Regions from separate parts of the Mus musculus genome. Here regions 2, 3, 4, 5 and 6 are each linked to region 1. The links are chromatin contacts, called in public promoter capture Hi-C maps. All regions are on one chromosome and are shown on one strand. The core of a region is the stretch at or near the end of the contact, and the rest is flanking DNA. Distances in the headings are between cores, read along the strand shown.

Region 1 (3,195 bases), core at 478-2,977:
GACCATTAAAATCTACATTTTCGTTTTCACACCAGAGCTTGGTTAAGTTGGTAAATAACAGATTTAAGAAAAGGAAAAGCCATACCTGTACATCTAGCCGCCACTCAAGACTATGGTAACTGGGAAGACGAGGTGCTAACTCGTTCAGAATAGTTCTGATCTCCTTTCTGTTGTCCAGGTAGAGCTGAAGCAATAATTTGTTTAGTTCTTCAGAGAATCCCAGAACAAAGACAGAGTCTTGGAAATCCAGTTCAGAAATCTAAAGGTAAATTGAGTTCAACAGAACACTGGAATTTATCTTTGTCTAGTAAATGCTAAACCATTTCTACACACACAAGTACATTATATCCTCTAATTCTATTTAGAACATTCCTTAAAGACCCACCATTCTGAAATCCAAGTTACTAATATACAAAATAACCTTATTAAAATAGGAAAGAAATTAAGATGCCTAATTTTATTTAATATTTTTCCATCAAGCCAGATAATGACTGCTGATACATTTTTAAAAATGCAATATTTCATTCTCCCATCTCCTGACATACATGGGTGATGGCACATGATGCAGAAATAGAGACAATTATAATTTAAACCGGCAAGAGGAATTCATATTAGATAACGCCAATAGCACTGTTTTGGTATACTGCACAAATTCGATTATGAGTTAGAAATATTGTAATAGGCGCCAGTTTGAAAGGATCTGGGTGATACAATACAGCTCTCAGAAGTCTTACCATAAGCTTTGAGCTCTCGGTGAGGAGATACGTTAATCCTTCCACACCATGCTGGATAGTGTCACTACTCACGTTCAGTTTTCCTAAGGTGGTGGTGGTGGTGGTGGTGGTGGTGGTGGTGGTGGGGTGGTGAAGAAATAAACAGATTATCAATTTGTTTAAAAATAAACACATTCAATTGCTCTGTTTTCAAACTATACAATAAAAATGAGTTAAGCGGAGACTACTGTTCCTTCTTAACCCACTCCACTAACAGGGGCCTTGGCTATTTCCCTCCAAGTCAGCCTAACAAAACACAAACCTGTGAACAGACACACAAAGCCCCTTCAACCCAGGCAGAAGGAGAAGTCAGTAGAGATGTTCTTAATCTCAACCACCACCACCACCACCCCCCCCCCCCCAGCTTAGAAAAAAAGCAGTTTCTGGGTAGCAAATGTTTACTAAACACTTCGATGACAGTTCCACTTCTTCAGCATGCGGTATTTTATTAAGCACCAGAATATTTCTAAAAGGCAGGTGGCACTGTATTCATTTTAAATATGAAGATATTTGTTCCACACTAGTTATAAAAGCGCGCAGCTCCTTGCAGTGTGCGCCTTGACTGACTGCTCTGCGGGGTTTTAAGAGGAACAAGGAACAAGACCCTAGGACCTGCAAAGACTCCTGCGGAGAAAGAGAATGGATCGCACTCTCCAGCTCCACAGACAGAGCCCGTCCTCCCCCTTTCTTACTGGCGGCGCCTTCGTAGATCTTCGGGTTTGAGCCCCGTCGGAGGAACTCCACGGCGATCCTCCCGAACTCGGCGACCACTGCAACGGAAGTCAGCAGCAGGCTGTGAGTGCCGGGCTGTCCCCCGGGTTGTCCCCGCCGCAAGCACCCCGCAAGCACTAACTTACCTGCAGTGTCCACTTGCGGCAGGAAGGCCAAGTGCTCCTTGTGCTCCTCGGACAAATCCAGCAGCATTTTAGCGGCTCTTCAGACTTTGCCACCCGGCGCCGGCCCCGCCCTCACCACTTCCGACCTCTGTGCAGGCAAAAAGAAGTTCCGGCGGGCGTCGCGGTACAGCCCATGCTTTGGGTTCCGGTTGCTGGCAGTCCTAGGAGCACGGTATCGTCCGGTTCACTCTATAGGAGTGAAGGTAGGCAGTGAACGCTGGTTAAAAGAGTTGAAGGTACAAGTCTTCCACTCATTCATGAGCCATCCTGCAAAAGTGTAATATGTAGTGCTGGAGAGATGGTGGTTAAGTGGTTAAGATCTCTTGTTGCTCTTGCAGAAGAACCAGATTCGGTTCCAGTACTCACGTTCTCAACCATCACTAACTCTAGTTTTGGGTATATAACACTCATGTATATGTATATGTATGTGTATGTGTATATGTGTATATGTATATACATATACTCATGTATATGTATGTGTATGTGTATATGTATATATATGTGTATATATATGTATATATGTATACGTATATTACATGTATATATACATAAATATATATGTAGTGACTATTTTGTACACTCCACAAATACCTTGAAGAAACTACACTATGACTACACTATGAGCAGAGGTCTTTGCATTAATTTCTGAAGATACAGCCCCAACTAGGGTAGTTTTGAACAGTTTGTGTAGGACTTTGTGTTATCACAAGCCTTCATGATCCCTAAATAAGCCTGTGAACGTGTCCACTTAGGCAAGAAAGGGAGCACTTTCTTAGTACAAAAGGGAAGATGCTAACCAAACATACCTTTGTTTACATGTGAGGTTTGCTTCAAATGGTGCAAACACCATTTCTTCAGATTTAGAAGCTGGCTGCTCAGTTCATGAGCAGGTAGGGATAGACACACCCTACACTGTATCCCTTGCTGCTACAACTTTGGACTCAATAAAAGGCTTCTCTCTAGGGGTCTTTTCTTGCCCACTTCTGGAAGCAGATACAGTGCTATAGCAGCAATGATAAAAGCAGCCATGTGGCAGCAGCTGCGACAGCTGAGCATTCTGAACATCAAGCCATAGAAGTGACAGCACAGCCTGACTCTTGCCAGCAGAAGAGGGAGAGCTGAGAGGCGGGGAACGTAAAATAACCAGTTTCTTAGGAACTGAAGAGGGATAGAAGATGGTAAAGATTCAAACAGACTGGGTGGGTAAGATAGCTGAGTGGGTAAGATAGCTCAGTGGATAAAAGCTGCTTGCTGTGAAGCCTGAAGACAAGAGTTCAACCCCTGGAACCCTCACGGTAGAAGAGAAAACCAACACATATGAGTTGTTCTCTGACTCACCAACGTACACTGAGGCACATGTGTTCACATATTAACTCACTCCTCCCCTCTCTCCCTTTTCTCACTCTCTGTCTCTTCCTAATGTCATAAAAATTATTTTAGAAATAATCAAAGAGTTCTTGAGTTCTAGGGAGCCAATGTTTTCAACTACCCCAGGCCCAGGAACTACACAATTGTCTATCACCAAG
Region 2 (3,195 bases), core at 334-2,833, 2.9 Mb before region 1:
AAAGAAAATAACCACAAAGTTTCCTACAAAGTAGTTTAAATCTTTTTGTTTGCCTCTGAAACTCCCCCCACCCCCACCCACCCACCCCCTGAAACTTTTGACCGGTTCAGGTCAGTGACTTGAAAATGATATTACTACTTAACGTTTTTTCATCTTTTTCTTCGGTCTCCCAATTTGAACTAAAGTTTAGATCAACTACAAGGTTGGTGTGATGATAAAAATCTCTTAACATCACCCGATTGCGTTAGACATAGTAGAGCTGGCTGAAAAACTACGTGACACCAAGGATGTCCCACCCAACTAAAAGGAAGTTTATCTTCACCTATGTTGACAGTTGTGGCTCTGAATTCACCAAGTTCTCTTCCATCAGGACGGCAGTTTTCCTTCTAAATGTTTATAAGGAAACGGGTCATAGATGTATTTCGGGTACGCAGCATTAAGCCTCATTCATTTAAATGAACCGAAGCTTGGTGTTTTTACCCACAGCTCTAACGTACAAAACCACCTTCACTCACCAGAAATCTCCTGTAATACTCCAGCGGCTCCACAGTTCTGAAACAATGTTTAAAACGTGTCTCAGTCAGTGCGTCCTAAAGCAGAAACCCAGAACTTGAGAGTGTGGTGTCTGAGGCGTGATCTCGACAGGCTCAGGCGTTTGAAACTGTGTGGCCCGTATTTATAAAAGCCACACAGCAGCAACCGGTTTCCAGCGGTGACCTTAACTGTGCCATAGTCAGGAGGAACAGAGGCCCTTGGCACACCCAGAAGAGGGTCAACCTGGGTGTCAGTCACATCACTCGTGCTCTGAAGCAGGGACCTTAGCGTGACTTCGCGCCGTTATAAACCACACTCGCCAGCATCCACAACTTTACCACGGAAGAGTGTATTGTACATACGTTTGGCCTCCTCGCCGACCCGCGGCCACAAGTGACTGCAGGTAGGTACGGTGCACGCACCGCAGACGCGAGTTTGCAGGCTGCACGCGTGGGCGGCTCCGGGTTTAACCAGAGCGCGCCCAACGCTTTCCCAGTCCCTTCCGAGGGCGGCCCTGCGTGGAGAGCGGCGTGGCCCTCGGCTAAGAGGTCCGGGCCGTCCTGGATGCAGTGTCCCTCAGCGCCTCGAGTGGGCAGAGCCCTCCCGCGGCCCCGCGAGTCCTCGGGGGGGCCCCCACCCGCCGCCGCGCGCCACACCCGCACCCGGGCCCTCTTTGCGCGCGCCGCCACTCACTTGAACCCAGCCGCCATTTTTCCGGCCCGCTCTGCGCCTGCGCAGCCCTCCGCGCCTGCGCCCTCCGGTCGCCAGGCGTGCCTCCAGCCCAGGGCACTCGGAGGGATCCTGGGTTAGGGAAGTGCAGCTACCGTGTTCCTGCGCCCGAGGCATTAACGCCAGCTCCGGCCACCCCGAGCGTCCCGCTAGTCGCCAATCTCGCGGGGTCCCACGGGCCCGCGCGCTTGTGCACGAACACACTCCCACACACACGCAGGCGCACGAGATGAAAAGGGGGTGACCCTAAAACCCTCCACGGCGCCGGGCATCCTTAGATGGCTGCTCTGCACGGCGCGAGGGGTGAAGCCAGTGCACAGGTCCAGGGCTTTGACTTGCCGCACTCGGTGACCGGCCTGCAGTCCTCGGCGGAGCCGCGCGGGGGCGCTGCGGGGAGGCCTCGGCTTTCCTGCCGTGGCGGGGCACGGCCAGGCGGGGGCGCTGCGGGCGGCGGGCGAGGGCTAGGCCGGCCTCTCCTGCGGGGCCGGCTGGGGCGGGGCGCGGCGCCGCACCGCGCTTCCGCAAGTGTGGAGCTGCGGGATGGCTACGCTGCTACTGCAGCTGCTGGGGCTCGGCGTGGCGCTGGCGGCTGCCGCGCTCATTCTGGTGAGACCGTGGTGGAGTCCGGTGCTCCGGGTGTCCCTTCCGCGCTTCCCTCGCGTGCTTGGCTCCCTTGGCCTCAGATTCCCTGAAATCCTTTGAACCTTTGTTCCCCTTTGGAACCCTATTTGAGTGCCCAGAGCCTCCGCCCAGCTTTTCGGGGCTCCTGCTTCTGAACCCCCGCCTGTCACCCCTCCACGCCACTCCCCAGTCTTCTTCCTGGGGCTCCCATATGCACTGCAGCTGGAAAGAGCGGCCGATCCATAAGGCTAGGGACGATGGGTCAGCAAAAGATAGGCCCAGACGGCGTTCTATTCATTTTGGCCAGGGGTCTTTTTGTTTTGTTTTGGGTTTTTTTGCTTGAGAATCAGGCACCTTAGCGTTTTCTTTGCCATTCCTGTAGAAACGTGGCAGACCCCTTCTGATTATGTAGAAGAGGACATATTTGCCAACTAAACTCTGCCACATAGTTTGAAAAGGAGCCTGTAACTCATTCAGAAAGCAGATTCTGAAAAGCTTGCCTGTATTGAGACAGGTGGCCAGAAAGGCCTCTGCCACCTAGCCAATGTACATGTGCACATGCACAGTCTTGGAGTGGTGTAGCCAGATGACTGTCGCTGTGTGTCCGGTGAAGCCAGGCGCCCTCTCTCACTAAAATGCCTTCTTTAAAGGCTTGGAACAAATCTGAACTTTGTTGGCCACGTTCCGGGTTGTGGCCACTTTACTTTGAATCCTTTATACAGACTTAGCTGACTGTGTGTGCACGATGAGGCTGTGTGGACTGTACTAGATCCCACTGGCTTGAACGAGTAGAGGTACCCTTTATTTTACTGCAAGCATGTTGCACTTGGTGTGCAGTGCGTTGCATCTTGAAGCCTACTTTCCATCTGCCTGTTGGCATTCTTTCTCTCCGCCCACTTTTTTTTTTTTTTTTTTTTTTTTTTTTTGAGACAGGGTTTCTCTGTATAACTCTGGCTATCCTGGAACTCACTTTGTAGACCAGGCTGGCCTCGAACTCAGAAATCCGCCTGCCTCCCGAGTGCTGGGATTAAAGGCGTGCGCCACCATGCTCGGCCTCCGCCCACTTTTGAAAATAAATTTAAAACAATTCCAAATAACATTTCATCTCTAAATCATCTGCATTTATTTCTATAAGGACTTCCTTCTAAAACTTTACTGTAATAAGTTAATTCCAACCGTCTTTAAAACCTGTTATTTCTGTGTTTCCAAATACCCTGTCAATTTAAATACTCGGAGTTTGCCAGTATGGAGTTTGCCAGTGTGGATTTTTTTTTTGGTTTTGGTTTTGGTTTTTTTTCGAGATAGGGTTTC
Region 3 (3,195 bases), core at 449-2,948, 2.9 Mb before region 1:
GCACTGTGCGTCTAACAGATGTGGGCAGAAGTAGGAACAGCAAGGATGCTCACAGTCTTCCCAATTGGTATATTCTCCCAGAAAATTTTAGCTGTGCTTTTTTTTTTTTTTCAGGTCCCTAACCAAATTTATAAGGGAATTACCACCTCATCACAACTGTTGACAGTCTGGTTTCCTGTGCATTTCTGTAACACAGTGCTGTGGTGGAAGAGAATTATGTTCCTATTATATGATTAAAAAAAAAAAAACGCAGAAGAAGATAGATTAGAGAGGAGAATTTTTATAACCAGGGTGGTCAAAAGAATCCATCAGCGTGTGTTCTTCTCCAGGGCTGGTGTTTGCCCTTTCTTGAATCCCACCAGGTCTTACTGTTTTATCTCCCTAACCTTTAGGGAGTAAAGTCCAGAAAGGGCAGAGGACACACAAAGGCCCGTCCCACCCCTACCCCTTCCTACATGTCTCTTGACTTCTGTGAACTCACAGCCTCCATTGTGGAAGCTTGAGCCTGCTTAGCAGAGGTCTTCCAACAGTTTGTGCTTCTTCCGAATCTGATTGGATCACTTCTTTCTTTAATATCATTTCTGGGAGGGGGGTGGAATCCCTGAGCTGCAAGGTATCGATTCAGAGAACCTAATTAGTTTACTTGCCTCTAAATATACACAAAGCACAGCCCTCTTCCAGCCCATGGCTTGGAACGTTCCACCACCACCGGACAGTATTTCTTCTGGGGTTTCTTCCTCTCCAGGTCAATCAGAAACCTATCATAGCTCGGTTACAGCAGGGTAGATGAGCCAGGTGTAGAAAGACACTTTCGATTTGAAGTTAAAGAGGCATTTAAACTTCTGCGATCTGTTTTTACAAGCAAGGCCCTCCTAGGCTACACTTGGATGATGATGCAAAACTACCCGTGTTCCAGAAAGCGGAGGTTTGAGGATTAGAAAAAGAAGTTCAACCGAAGGACCTTCGTTTACATTTCAAAGGTGCCTTGGCCTCTTAGTGGACATTTGTGTTCTGGGGCTGACTGAGGTGGCCCTGTACCATCCTCTTCCTCTTGGAAGACCTATAAGGAGGTTTGGTGAGGGATCAAAGGCCTTCGGCATACCGGTGCCACTTTCCAAGCGGCTTTTCAGAGGCAGGCAACCTAGGAGATAGCCAGGCCACTGGGCAGGAAGGTTCCTCGTGCCCATGATGTATATCATGAGTAGATTAGGTAGCATGTATTCTACGCTGGATAAGAAATCACAACCTACATATTATAGAACTGGTTTGAAACTCTGCTTGCCACTCAGCTCGTTTAGATGTTCTTGGGCTGATGCCAGGGCCAGTCATGCCTCAGAGGAACAGACAGCCAGTAAGCGTGGCCTCCAGGGACCAGGACTCTGCGGTTCAGGAGACAGGCATGGTTGGTGGTCCTGTCTGCCTCTCCTGGAGCAAGGGGAGGGGAGGACAACCGCCCCCCTCCCTCTGCTGCCTACAGCCTGTCCAGGTGGGAAGGACATTTTCTGGGGATGACCCGGAGACTCCTCTGTCCCTGAAGGCTCTCTGCAGGCATGATGTGCAGAGCGGGCGGGTGCGCGGCGGGGCGGGGAGCGTGGCGCGGCCAGGGCGCTTGGCCCCTCCTGGCTGGGGCTGCGCGCACGGCCGCCTGGCGCCCTTCCAGCGCGGCGCACTCACGCGGGCGGCCGAGGAGGAGGCTCCAGCCTGACTGACGCCTCTGGAGCCGCTGTCTCGGTCCCGCCGCCGCCCGGCCGACCCTGCAGCTACCGCGCAACCGGAGTGCGCGGGGGGCACGCGTGGCACCTCTCGGACAGGTAAGCGCTGCCATGCCGCGGGCGTGGGCACTCGGGAGGCCCCTGAGGTCCCCAGGCGTGGGACTTGGTTCTCCGTGGAGAACCTGGGTGGTGTCTGTAGTGTGCGAGGGCTCCGCGGCATCCCAGCACCTGGGACCTATGGCGCGACGCGTGACCCGGGGCGTGGGCAGGGATGCGGGATGCGCGTGGGCCGAGTGCAGAAGGATGCACACTGTCCTGTACCCAGGGACAGGCGCCCTGGAGCTCAGCTCCGGGAAGTAGTCCTTTGCTGCAGAGCATGACAGTAAAGAGGCTAGTGTGAGTGCGTGTAAGGTAGTTATTGTGACTCTGGGGGAGATTTTAAAACTCCAGGGCACCCTTGGCTACGAAGCCTTATTTCATACTCATGTCATTTTTTTTTTCCTTCTCTGCTTACCTTTGAGGCATACACAGTGAGAAAGAGAAGAAAAAAAGTTAGGAATGTTGAGTGTCTGTAGCTGTTGGGTTGTGTTTGTCTTCTCCTGGGCCTACCATTGGGTGCCAGCGCTGCGCAGACAGGAGGGGGCGAGGTGGGGACAGATGCAGGCGACTGACTGACGCCGGCCTTGTGGGAGGCGTGTGGGGAACCTTCTTAAGGGTGGCTAATCGCTGCACTTCTTACTCCCTCCCCTCTCTCCCTCTCTCTACCATGGCAATTTAAAATGATAGTTTTGAGGTCCTCCGTTAGCGTCAGCCTATCTCTGGACTGGAACTGGTCCTCCTGAGAAATAACCTACAAATGAAGTGGATCTCCTTTTGGAAGCAAATTGTATGTAATTCGGTCAAATGCACAGCCACAGAACACTAGGAATCATTTTTACTTTTATGGCTTGCTGACGACGTTCTGTAAAAATGTAATTAGCAACGGGAGTGGAGAATAACGGTAGTCTTCGGCCCTTTAAATCATTGCCGCTTCCTAGGCCACTCCTCGGGAGGATTTGTGGTTGTGAAATGTGCTAGCATGCCTGTCAATGAGAAGGAATGCCTTCGGATGTTTACACTTAAAAAACTATTCATTTATATTTTAAAAAGGAAATAAAAATTCAGCCCTAGCACACTCTCTAGCAAACGACCAGGATTCAATGCTCTGCCTTTAGAAAGCCAGGAACATGAGTTTAGATCTGTGGTTGATTATCCAAGGACATCACAGTTAAGAAACCGGTGTGGTAGTTTATAAATAAGGAACCTTTAAAATATGCTAAGATTATCAAGGTGTCAAGTATTTCTGAAAACAGACTCCTTGGTGACAAGGCAGCTTCCTGCAAGCCAGCCTTTTCTGAGTCTTTCCTGACACTGAGGCCCCCCACTTTTATGCTTGAGTGGTTGGCTTTGTCGGGTTGCTCCCCTCTCCTCCCCTCACCCCCCT
Region 4 (3,195 bases), core at 302-2,801, 2.8 Mb before region 1:
TTTATCGTGAGATGCTTAGCAAACTTTTGTTATAAGAAGGTTTCCATACATACATGTTTTAGGTCTCAAAATATTAAAAACTCTAAAAGAGGATTCTAGTATCACAAAAGCGAAGATTTTTTTCTTCTTCTAACTCTCCCCAGTTACCCTATTTATAGGACCGCTTCCTTTACATACACAGTACATGGAATGCTATAGCTGACTTGACTGTAGAGAACCTTATGTCTTCACAACTCCAGGCCTTGCACTGTGTAGGTAGGATAATGCTAATACCACAAAAATCAGACGTTTATAGTAGCAATAATTTTGAGTCATCTAGGCCAAACTTCCACAAATGTTAGAAGTTCCCCTTCAAAAGGAACTTCTGTGGTAAGGAGTCTTTCTACTTTTTACGGGTTTTGTTTTGTTTTTTAAACAGCTCTAATACTTAGGTGGACTTTGCTGGGTCTGAGCTGAAATGCACACCACTTATAATTTTCACCTAACCAAAATAAATCCGAAGAAACACTAATTGGGCATTATCTTAAGGGCAAAAGACGAGGGAGCCGAGACTTAAGGGAGATGAATAATGGACCTAAATACAGACAGCTAGCAGCAGAAGCCCAATTGCAGGGCACTGGCGTCTCTCTTCCAAGCTTGACTTGAATCAAGCAACCGAGCAACGCCCATGTGTGCTGTAAGTTACTACCCCACTGTCAATCCAACTTTTCTCAGGGGCCAGGGAGTCTAAGAAAAAAAAACAAAGTCACCAAAGTTACAGAAAACCAACAGGGTGTGTCAATGTGCCGGATGCCTCGGGGTAGACACTGGGAAGGGTTTACTAAGGAGAGGTGTAGATCACCTCCAAAGTGCCCATGTCAGCTGGAGCAGAGGATGAGCCCTTGGGGAGACCCTGAGTGTGTACCAAGTAGGTTGGCACCCATCTGCCCTGGCCCCGGGGCCCCGAGGAGCAAGCATACCTCCAGTTTGACGTTGCCTGTGCTGGCCGCGGACGGGCCGCCAGAGCCCAGTGCCTGGTCGCTCTTCTTCTTCTTGTACTTGTCCTTGTACATCTTGTTGCGGTGCTTCTTGCACATCCAGGGCTTGCGCTGCTTGGCCACCTGGCTGGTGGTCTCGCGGCAGCCCTCGTACGTGCAGGTCTTGGAGCCTCGCCTGCGCGCTGCGCCGCCACCCTCCGCGTCCTCGTCCTCCAGCTCCTCCGGGCTGGCCGCACTCTCGCCGCCGCCCGCCGGGTCCGATGTGTCCAGCAGGTCGGCGTCGTCGTCCCCCGCCTCGTCCTCGGCGTCTGCCGCCGCCTCACTCCCCGCCAGGCCCGGCCTCAGAGCGCCGTCCGCCTCGGCCTCGTCCTGCCGCATCACCAGCACCGTCACCGGAGGGGCCGTCCGGGGACTGGCGGTGCTCGGCCCCGAGCCCTCGGGCACAGCCTGCGCCTCCGTGCTGCCGCCCGAGCCCGGGTCCGCCACCGCGGCCCGTCAGCTCTTGAGAAACACAACCGTACTCGACAAGCGGCAGCCCGCCGCACGTCCCGGAGCCGAACCGCCAGCACTGCACTGCGCGTGCGCCGTAGCGGTCCGCGAGCCTCTGCTTGGGAACGGCGAGAGGGGCGGGGTTGAGCAGGTGCGAGACAGAACCGACTGCGCCTGCGCGGCGGCCATCCGCAAGCGATTCCTAGGTGCAGGCTGACCAAGAACCCGGCTGACAGCCGGTCGTGGTGGCGCATGCCTTTAATCCCAGCACTCGGGAGGCAGAGGCAGGCAAATTTCTGAGTTCGAGGCCAGCCTGGTCTACAAAGTGAGTTCCAGGACAGCCAGGGCTACACAGAGAAACCCTGTCTCCTTCCAGGCGGGGCGGAGCGGCTGACAGAAGTCCCGATTGCGCATGCGCAGCTGTCCTCCGCTCGCCTGGCGCTCACCAGTTGGAAAGACTGGAGAATGGAGACTGGAGGACGGCCAGGAGACACTTTCTGCCTGGACCCATCCTCCCTGACGGGTTCAAAACGCGTCTCTCCTGGAACGTCTCTGGATAGATTAGGTTCCCGAGAGGCCTGAAGAGGAGTTTGAAACAACTCGAGGAGGAAACGGTTTATTTGGCTAATGCATCCCAGTCAAGTCCCATGGGGACATGGAGGAAAGCTTGCTCACAAGCTCTGGTTCGCCTTAGGGTTTCTACCCAGTGCGGACGCTCCTGCCTTTTCTGACATTCCCAGTAATGAGATTGTTGACTCATGTGACAGTTCTGTTTTTATTTTCCCCACAAGCTGCTCTCTGTCTTCCATAGTGGGTGCTCGGGTTGGCGTTCACACTAGCAGTGTAGGAGAGGTCCCTTTTCCCGTATTCCCCCAACCCCCGCCAGTGCTCGATAGATATCTTATCTCTGATAATAACCGTTTCATCTGGGATGAGATAGATAACACTGTTCTTCAGGATTAGGGATGTATATTACATACACCTGTTGGTCTTTGCATGCTTTCCTTTGTGAACCAACTACATCGCCCATTTCAATAGGATTATTAGGTTATTATTATTGTTATTACTTATTTTTATTACGTTTGTTTGAATTCTTTTCTTTCTTTTTTGTTTGTTTTTGTTTTTTTGAGACAGACAGGGTTTCTCTGTATAGCCCTGGCTGTGCTGGAACTCACTCTGTAGACCAGGCTGGCCTCGAACTCAGAAATCCACTCAGAAATCCACCTGCCTCTGCCTTCCCAGTGCTGGGATTAAAGGCGTGCGCCACCACGCCCAGCCTTTGTTTGAATTCTTTATTTGTTTGTTTATTTATTTATTATATGCAAGTACACTGTAGCTGTCCTCAGACACTCCAGAAGAGGGAGTCAGATCTCCTTACGGATGGTTGTGAGCCACTATGTGGTACCTTTGGAAGAGCCGTCGGGTGCTCTTACCCACTGAGCCATCTCACCAGCAGACATTCTGATGTTAACTACTCATCAAATGTAGCTTGCAAACATTCTCTCCCATCTTCGACACGGTGGGAAGCATGGCAGTGTCCATGGTGCTGGAGAAGCGGAGAGTTCTACATCTTGTTCTAGGGCACACAGAAGACTCCCAGGCAGCTAGAAGAGTCTCAAAACCCAACCCCAAAGTGATGCACTTCCTCCAACAAGGCCACACCTTCTCCCACATAGCCACACCTCCCAGTAGTGCCATTCCCTGGGCCAAGCACAGTGAAACAACCACA
Region 5 (3,195 bases), core at 478-2,977, 2.5 Mb before region 1:
TATGTGTGTGTGTGAGTGTATGTGATTGTGTGTGTGTGAGTGTGTATGTGTGAGTGTATGTGAGTATGTGTGTGTGTGTGTGTGAGTGTGTGTGTGTATGTGTGAGTGTATGTGAGTATGTGTGTGTGTGTGTGTGTGTGAGTGTGTGTGTGTGTGTGTGTGTGTGTCCCATCTAGATACCACTAGAGGATGAAGACATTAATTTGAACACTGCATGCTGGAAATACCTGGTCCCAATCACTCCAAATTGTCAATCTTTGTAAAGCCATTTTGAAGTATTTCCTAGAAATTGAGTGTGTGAGTAACTATAATTGGTAGCAAGTAGATCTGTAGACAAGTGACTTAATTTTATTGCCTGAAGAAATGGAGGGATTCTTTGTCTAACACACACACACACACACACACACACACACACTAGATATGACATTGTAAAATGATTTTGAGCATATGATTTGAAAGCAGTTAAAGAATAAAGGCAGGATGCCATTATAAAATCCTACCTGATTCACTTAAACAAAATAAATAGGAGTGTGTCCTAGTTATATTTGTTGCTATGATTCAGAGGAATAAGAAGAGGTTTAACTCAGGTCACTGGTCCAGGTTATAATCCAGTATTATGAGAAAGTCAAGCAGGAAATCAAACATCTAGATATATCACACCTACAGTCAAGAGCAGGGAGAAAGGAATTAACTCAGGCTTGCCTGCCTGATTGCTTGTGCCTAGTGCATTTTCTCCATTCTTTCAAGGCCTCCTATCTTGGAAATGGTGCTGCCCACAGTGAGCTGGGTCATGCCACATCAATTAACTTAAGACACCCCCCACACATCCAACCTAACGCAGACCATCTCTCATCGGGACTCTACCCAGGTGATTACAGGTGGTGTCAAGAGAGGGAAAGGAATTTTACAACGACTGAATTATTTGAATCAAGATAAATGGATAATTTTATGAACAATTCTAACTAGGGGTAGACTTTGCTGGGCTGGTTTTGGTTACTTAACACTCCCACCAGTAAGGCAGGAGGACCGGAAAAAAAACCATCTTGCCAAACCCTTTTCTGCTTATCTTTTGATTACAGCCATTCTAATGAGACAGAAGTTACATCTCATTTTGATTTGAGTTAGCCTGAAGACTCGTGATAGTCACTATCTTTTGTTTGTTTGTTTGTTTGTTTTCGAGACAGGGTTTCTCAGTATAGCCCTGGCTGTCCCGGAACTCTCTTTGTAGACCAGGCTGGCCTCGAACTCAGAAATCTGCCTGCCTCTGCCTCCAGAGTGCTGGGATTAAAGGCGTGTGCCACCACGCCCGGCGGATTCACTATCTTTTGATATTCTTTCTGGTGGTCTGTATATCTTGTCTAAAGAAGGATCTACTCAAATCTTTTATTCACTTTTAATTGTTGCACTTATAAATTATTATGGTGTGTTCTTTATGGATTACAGAGCAAATAAAAAATAATGACCTCTTCTTCACTGCTGAGCCGTCTCTCCAGCCCCCAGCCTTGTGAGGTTTTTGTTTGTTAGTTTGTTTTGTTTTTATGTCACAGATTTAACACTTTGCACAGGTCAGGCAAGGTCCCAGGTTCCAGGCAACCATTTGTTCTCCCAATCCTCAGTGCCCGACCCAGGTCTCCCCCTGGCGGCCGGAAGCTGTCATTGCCGTGGCACTGCGGGTCCCTTCGGCGGCCCCAGGGCAGCCGGTACGGAGTGCGCAGGCGCGGTCCGACGTGGCCTGGGCCTGGCTGAGGCCGGAGGGTGTGTGGGGCCTGCAGTTGCGCGCTCTCCGTGGGCTCTCGGGCTCGGAGCGGACCGCTGGCTACCCGTGCGCCTTTGGAAGGTCAGAGTGGGCAGAAGCTCAGCTCCGCGCCGGTGTGGTGACGCGTGGGCGGGGCCGGACCTAGAGGGCGTCACGCGGGGCTTTGTGAGCCGGGTCCACCCCGGGACGCCCAGCGGGGGTGGGGGCTGCGGCCCGGGTCCAGGCGGCATCTTGCTGAGAGCCCTTCTGCCAAGGAAGTTTCCAGAAGTCCTGCTGAGGCTATTCCAGCTAGTACTGAAGGAGCCTTCGCCCATCTTTCGTCTCCTACAGCTCTGGCCCGGGGAGCGGCGCTCAGGTCCTAGATCCTCCTGCCCCAGGAACCCGCGCATCCCTGGTGCTGGCCCTCCCATCCTTGGTCCCTTCTTATCCCCGGCGCTGGTCCTTCAATCCTGCGCCCCCGCGCATCCTTGGTGTGCGTTTACCTATCCCTGATCCTCGCTTGTCCCTTGGTTCGGATCCTCCCATCCCTGATCTCTGGTGATCCCTAGTGTGCGTCCGCCACTGTTCCCTCTCCAAACCCCACTGGCTTTCTTGCTCCTCTACAGCTTGTCCAACGTTGGCAGCTGAAAGCGCCAGGAGCCACAACACTGGCAGTGAATGGAGCGGGCATTGGTAATTGGGATACAAGTTTACTGGCTTCCAGCATCTCAAAGGACCCCCGAGGCCTAACTTTAGGTCTAGAAAAGTTTTCTCTGGGAGTGTGTGTGGTTTTGTGAGGCTACTTTATTGCTCTAGTGTACGGCTGGTTCCGTTATTCCCCATGGTTGTGGGATTGCTTAAGGATCCTCGAGATTTGCTTTGTTGTATTATAAACGGAACGGTTTTTGATCGATGAAATGACCCTCGGATACCTAAGAATTTAGCAACTGTTTTAAAATTTTCAGAAGCAATTAAGTGAATAATGAGTGCTCCTAGTTCTGAGGGAACTGGTCTTGGTTGGTGTGCCTTCCTGATGGTCTTAATTGTGTTTGTGGAGGACTTGTTTGAAACAGGAAACCTCTGTATTTTGAGGAATGTGGTTTGTTGCCCACGTGGTGCGCGGTACAATCTGAAACATACAGTTCCCAAGCAAGAAAGAATTGTTGGAATGGTTCTAGAGTTGAACCCTCCCTGACAATCAGTCCCCCATGTTCCCGACCCAGATAGGAGGAGTGAGGGATGTAGCTTAGTACAGTATGCTCAGTATAGTTGATCATGAAATATTGTACACGTCAGAGAGAGACGAAAATCTGCTACTTTCATTTTAAAAATGTTATATCTGGGTGATGAGTAAATTAGCCTTATTTCATCATTCTATATTTAAATTAAAAGTCTGAATAATGGGACTGGAAAGATGGTTCAGCAGTTAACAGGTTATCTGCACTTGTAGAGTACCCAGT
Region 6 (3,195 bases), core at 214-2,713, 2.5 Mb before region 1:
TGCCGAGCACAGGACCCTCAGGAAACATTCTCCTTGGGGAATTTTCCTCTACTTGGTATCAGATGTCATGTCCAAGGTGCGTGCAGGACACCTGAAAGGGAAAGCCAGGGAGAAGAGATATTCCAGGGCTTTTAGACAACCCACAGACCCATTAGCTGTGAGGTTTACTCATGAGGGAAATAGCTTGCCTGGGAAACCTCATTTTGTCTGCATGCAGTGCCTGCTGAGACCAGAACAGAGAATTGGATGGTCCAACATCCATGAAGTACTGGAAACCAACCAGCATCCTTATCAAGAGCTGTGTGAGAAATACAAACAAAATGTACTCTTTCTTTTTTCTTTTTTTAAAAGATTATTTATTTACTTTATATATATTATATGAGTATACTGTAGATGTCTTCAGACACACCAGAAGAGGGCATCAGATCACACTGCAAATAGTTGTGAGCCACCATGTGGTTGCTGGGAATTGAACTCAGGACCTTTGGAAAAGCAGTTGGTGCCCTTAACCACGGAGCCATCTCTCCAGCCCCATTCTTTTCTATTAAAGAAATAAGACAGATTTCCTCTTAGAAAAATGGTAAACCACTTGGCAGAAATCTGAACTCCTGTGGGTCAGTATTTCTTGAAGTCAAAATATGTGTTGACAGTTGTCGTGTCCGGTTGTCATTTGCTTATCAGTTGTGCCCTATCCATTAGTGTTAGCATGTGAGGCCCAGCACTGACCACTCAAAATGAGGCACAGGGCCCTTTTGTGGTAGGAATGAAAACCCCGTGGAACCGTCACTGACTGTGCTTGCCTACCGATACGACAGGCTACATTCCCTTCTGAAGAAGTGAAACATTCTACCTTGTTGATTGTGTTGTGGTTGTCTTGGGACCCCCACACCACACTGGTGTCTAACAGCTCAAGTGCTCATCTCTGCTGCCCCATCTCTCCAGCTCCCCTGACCAGTTCTTAACAGTTGTCTGGATTCATGAATTTTTATGGGGACAACTCATACACACGGGCAGAGCCTATCACCTGCCTGGTAAAATATGAGAAGGGAGAGTTTTAAAACCGAGACGTCTCAAGAGTAGGATGCAAATTGTGATAAGCAGGTCAGTGCACAGAGCTGCCCAAACTCCAAGGCAGAGAATTTCTTGGCCCGAAAGTTCACAATCGTCAAAGTTCAGAATATCTTTTCAGAGTCTAACCTACTGAACTAAAGCAAATGAAGGCACTCTTAATCCAGCAACCCTAGGGGGTCAGAAGAAGTTGGATGTTCTGACAACCCACTGGCTCAGAACCCTGACCTTGCACAGGGGCTATTCACAGAGATGATACAGAAAAGGGGCATACCCGCTCCGAGACAGTTTCCCACCTAGCTCCTAAGAGGGCCTGTAGACATGAGCAACACCCTATGACGTCATGCCACGGCTCCTGGCAACGCCTTTTCCTTTAGGGTTCCTAGGTGTGCCCAGGTCTTAAGCTCTAGGTGGTACACAGGGGAAGGTCGCGCGGGAGGTCTTGCAATGGGAGAGGGCCACGGAGACACTTTCGAGGGGGTGAGCACAGACCGCCTGAAGCTGGAGCTGCTGGAGGAAATCCACATGAAGTGAGTGGGCCCTGTAGGCTCTAGCTCTCTGCTAGGCCTCCCACGATCTGAAGGGCAGGAACTCTGATGGCGGAAGGAGGCCCCTTTGTGTCGGAAGTAATGCAGGCTCATTAAGCTTTCACTCAAAGTGATGTTTATGAAGGGTTCTTTATGTGTGTGTGTGTGGGGGGGGGAGAGGTCAGTGTGCGGAAGAGGTTGGGGTGTAGGGTGGTGTGCAACAGATAAGAGCAGTGCCCATGGTGTCCAAACGGGGGCGTCAGATCCCCTGGAATTGGAGTTACCAGCACTTGTGAGCCTCCCAGTGGGTGCCGGGAACTAAGCCCCCCTCCCCCTGTCCTCTGTGGTCCTCGCTGAGTCATCTGTACAGACCTCATTTACCATTTTGCTTAATGGAGGCCAAGGGAATACAAGAGTTGTCGTGCTTTTGTAGATAAAATGGAGAAGTGGCTGCTATTCTGAAGAAAATATGTGATTGGTTTTGACGGTCCTGCGAAGTCCATGTTTTTCTGTTCATTTTGAAGAACTTCAGAAACCTGGACATTTTTGTAAACGAGCTCTGGGACCCTCTATGATTTTTGAGGGAGGGTAGGATGGAGGTGTGGAAGTGTGGGCTTGTGACACTGGGTCAGAGTTCTGCCGGTGAGCTGCATCCTGTGTCTTAAATGTTTGGGGGGGGGGGGAGTTAGTTTTATCCTGGCTTGGTGACAAACTTGTAAACCCAGGGACTCAGAGTAAGAGTGTGGGGCTGGAGGGCAGTTAGGGTACATAGGACATAGGACACTGTTTCAAGATGAGACGTGGGCTGAGGATGCCCGAATAGCATAGCATACGCAAGGCCCTGGATTCAGTTCTTAGTATGGGCAAAAATAATACAGTATTTTATGTTAGGACCTTGAATATTCTGAGAGTTTTGATTTTGTTGTTTGTTTGAGATAGGGCTTCTCTGCGTAGCCCTGGCTATCCTGGGACTCACTTTGTAGACAGGCTGGACTCAGATGCAGAGATCTGCCTGCCTCTGCTTCCTGAGTGCTGGGATTAAAGGTGTGCGCCACCATGCCTGTCTTTATTGTGAGTGTTTTGAGTAGCTATCCAGGGCCCCATTCACGGGCCTCATGAACATCAGCCCCCCTCCCAAACCCTGACCCCTCCCCGAAGTCTTAGACTTGTACTAAACTCAGGGCATTCTGAGTACAGTCTCTGTGTTTCAGAGGCAGTCAAGGTGCAGAACAGGTCTGTGTGAAGTCACATCTCAGCTCTGTCACCCAGGAACTGTAGGCCCCAGTGTAGCTTTGTAACCCAGCTCATTCAGTCAACCTTCAGGGACACTAGCTGCCATCCGTGTGACGTGTACACTGAACTGTAGGTGGTTCCATTTATGTGTTTGTTTGTTTTACATTTATTGTGTGTATTCAGTCACAGTGCACAGGCACAAGTCTGAGGTCAGAGGTTTGAGGTCAGAGGTCAGAGGTCTGAGGTCTTGAGGACAGGCTAGTTAATTCCCTCCTCCCACCATGTATTTGCAGAGATCAAACTCAGGTCCTGTGACTTTGTAGCAAGTGCTTCCAGCTGCTGAGCCATCTTGCTGCTGCTGGGTTGG

What was found. Promoter capture Hi-C pulls out the DNA fragments that hold promoters and counts their contacts.
Region 2: a promoter capture Hi-C map of hippocampal neurons shows a contact between it and region 1, with 5 times the contacts expected there. The contact joins the promoter of Exosc8 here to the promoter of Commd2 in region 1. A contact is called at or near these places in 5 of 39 promoter capture datasets (embryonic stem cells, hippocampal neurons, liver and 1 more) and 1 of 9 other capture datasets (pancreatic islet).
Region 3: a promoter capture Hi-C map of liver shows a contact between it and region 1, with 4 times the contacts expected there. The contact joins the promoter of Smad9 here to the promoter of Commd2 in region 1. A contact is called at or near these places in 2 of 39 promoter capture datasets (embryonic stem cells and liver).
Region 4: a contact with region 1 is called in a promoter capture Hi-C map of liver, with 3 times the contacts expected there. The contact joins the promoter of Rfxap here to the promoter of Commd2 in region 1. A contact is called at or near these places in 2 of 39 promoter capture datasets (liver and pre-B cells).
Region 5: a promoter capture Hi-C map of liver shows a contact between it and region 1, with 6 times the contacts expected there. The contact joins the promoter of Spg20 here to the promoter of Commd2 in region 1. A contact is called at or near these places in 4 of 39 promoter capture datasets (embryonic stem cells, hippocampal neurons and liver) and 2 of 9 other capture datasets (adipose tissue and liver).
Region 6: a promoter capture Hi-C map of liver shows a contact between it and region 1, with 4 times the contacts expected there. The contact joins the promoter of Ccdc169 here to the promoter of Commd2 in region 1. A contact is called at or near these places in 3 of 39 promoter capture datasets (embryonic stem cells, hippocampal neurons and liver) and 1 of 115 datasets of contacts at active chromatin or transcription factors (stem cell-derived neural progenitor cells).

The regions. Positions count from the first base shown.
Region 1 is chr3:57,649,957-57,653,151 of GRCm38.p6, forward strand. Commd2 (COMM domain containing 2) reads right to left here and starts at 1,728. Exons shown (of 5, transcript NM_175095.4): 1 at 1,631-1,728; 2 at 1,466-1,543; 3 at 735-817; 4 at 86-259. The coding sequence starts at 1,697.
Region 2 is chr3:54,733,781-54,736,975 of GRCm38.p6, forward strand. Exosc8 (exosome component 8) reads right to left here and starts at 1,584. Exons shown (of 11, transcript NM_027148.3): 1 at 1,228-1,584; 2 at 516-552; 3 at 323-386. The coding sequence starts at 1,244. It overlaps Alg5 (asparagine-linked glycosylation 5 (dolichyl-phosphate beta-glucosyltransferase)), which reads left to right and starts at 1,759. Exons shown (of 10, transcript NM_025442.3): 1 at 1,759-1,869. The coding sequence starts at 1,804.
Region 3 is chr3:54,753,884-54,757,078 of GRCm38.p6, forward strand. Smad9 (SMAD family member 9) reads left to right here and starts at 1,699. Exons shown (of 6, transcript NM_019483.5): 1 at 1,699-1,811.
Region 4 is chr3:54,806,240-54,809,434 of GRCm38.p6, forward strand. Rfxap (regulatory factor X-associated protein) reads right to left here and starts at 1,552. Exons shown (of 3, transcript NM_133231.2): 1 at 960-1,552. The coding sequence starts at 1,436.
Region 5 is chr3:55,110,381-55,113,575 of GRCm38.p6, forward strand. Spg20 (spastic paraplegia 20, spartin (Troyer syndrome) homolog (human)) reads left to right here and starts at 1,728. Exons shown (of 9, transcript NM_144895.2): 1 at 1,728-1,837.
Region 6 is chr3:55,138,575-55,141,769 of GRCm38.p6, forward strand. Ccdc169 (coiled-coil domain containing 169) reads left to right here and starts at 1,464. Exons shown (of 8, transcript NM_177203.3): 1 at 1,464-1,598. The coding sequence starts at 1,516.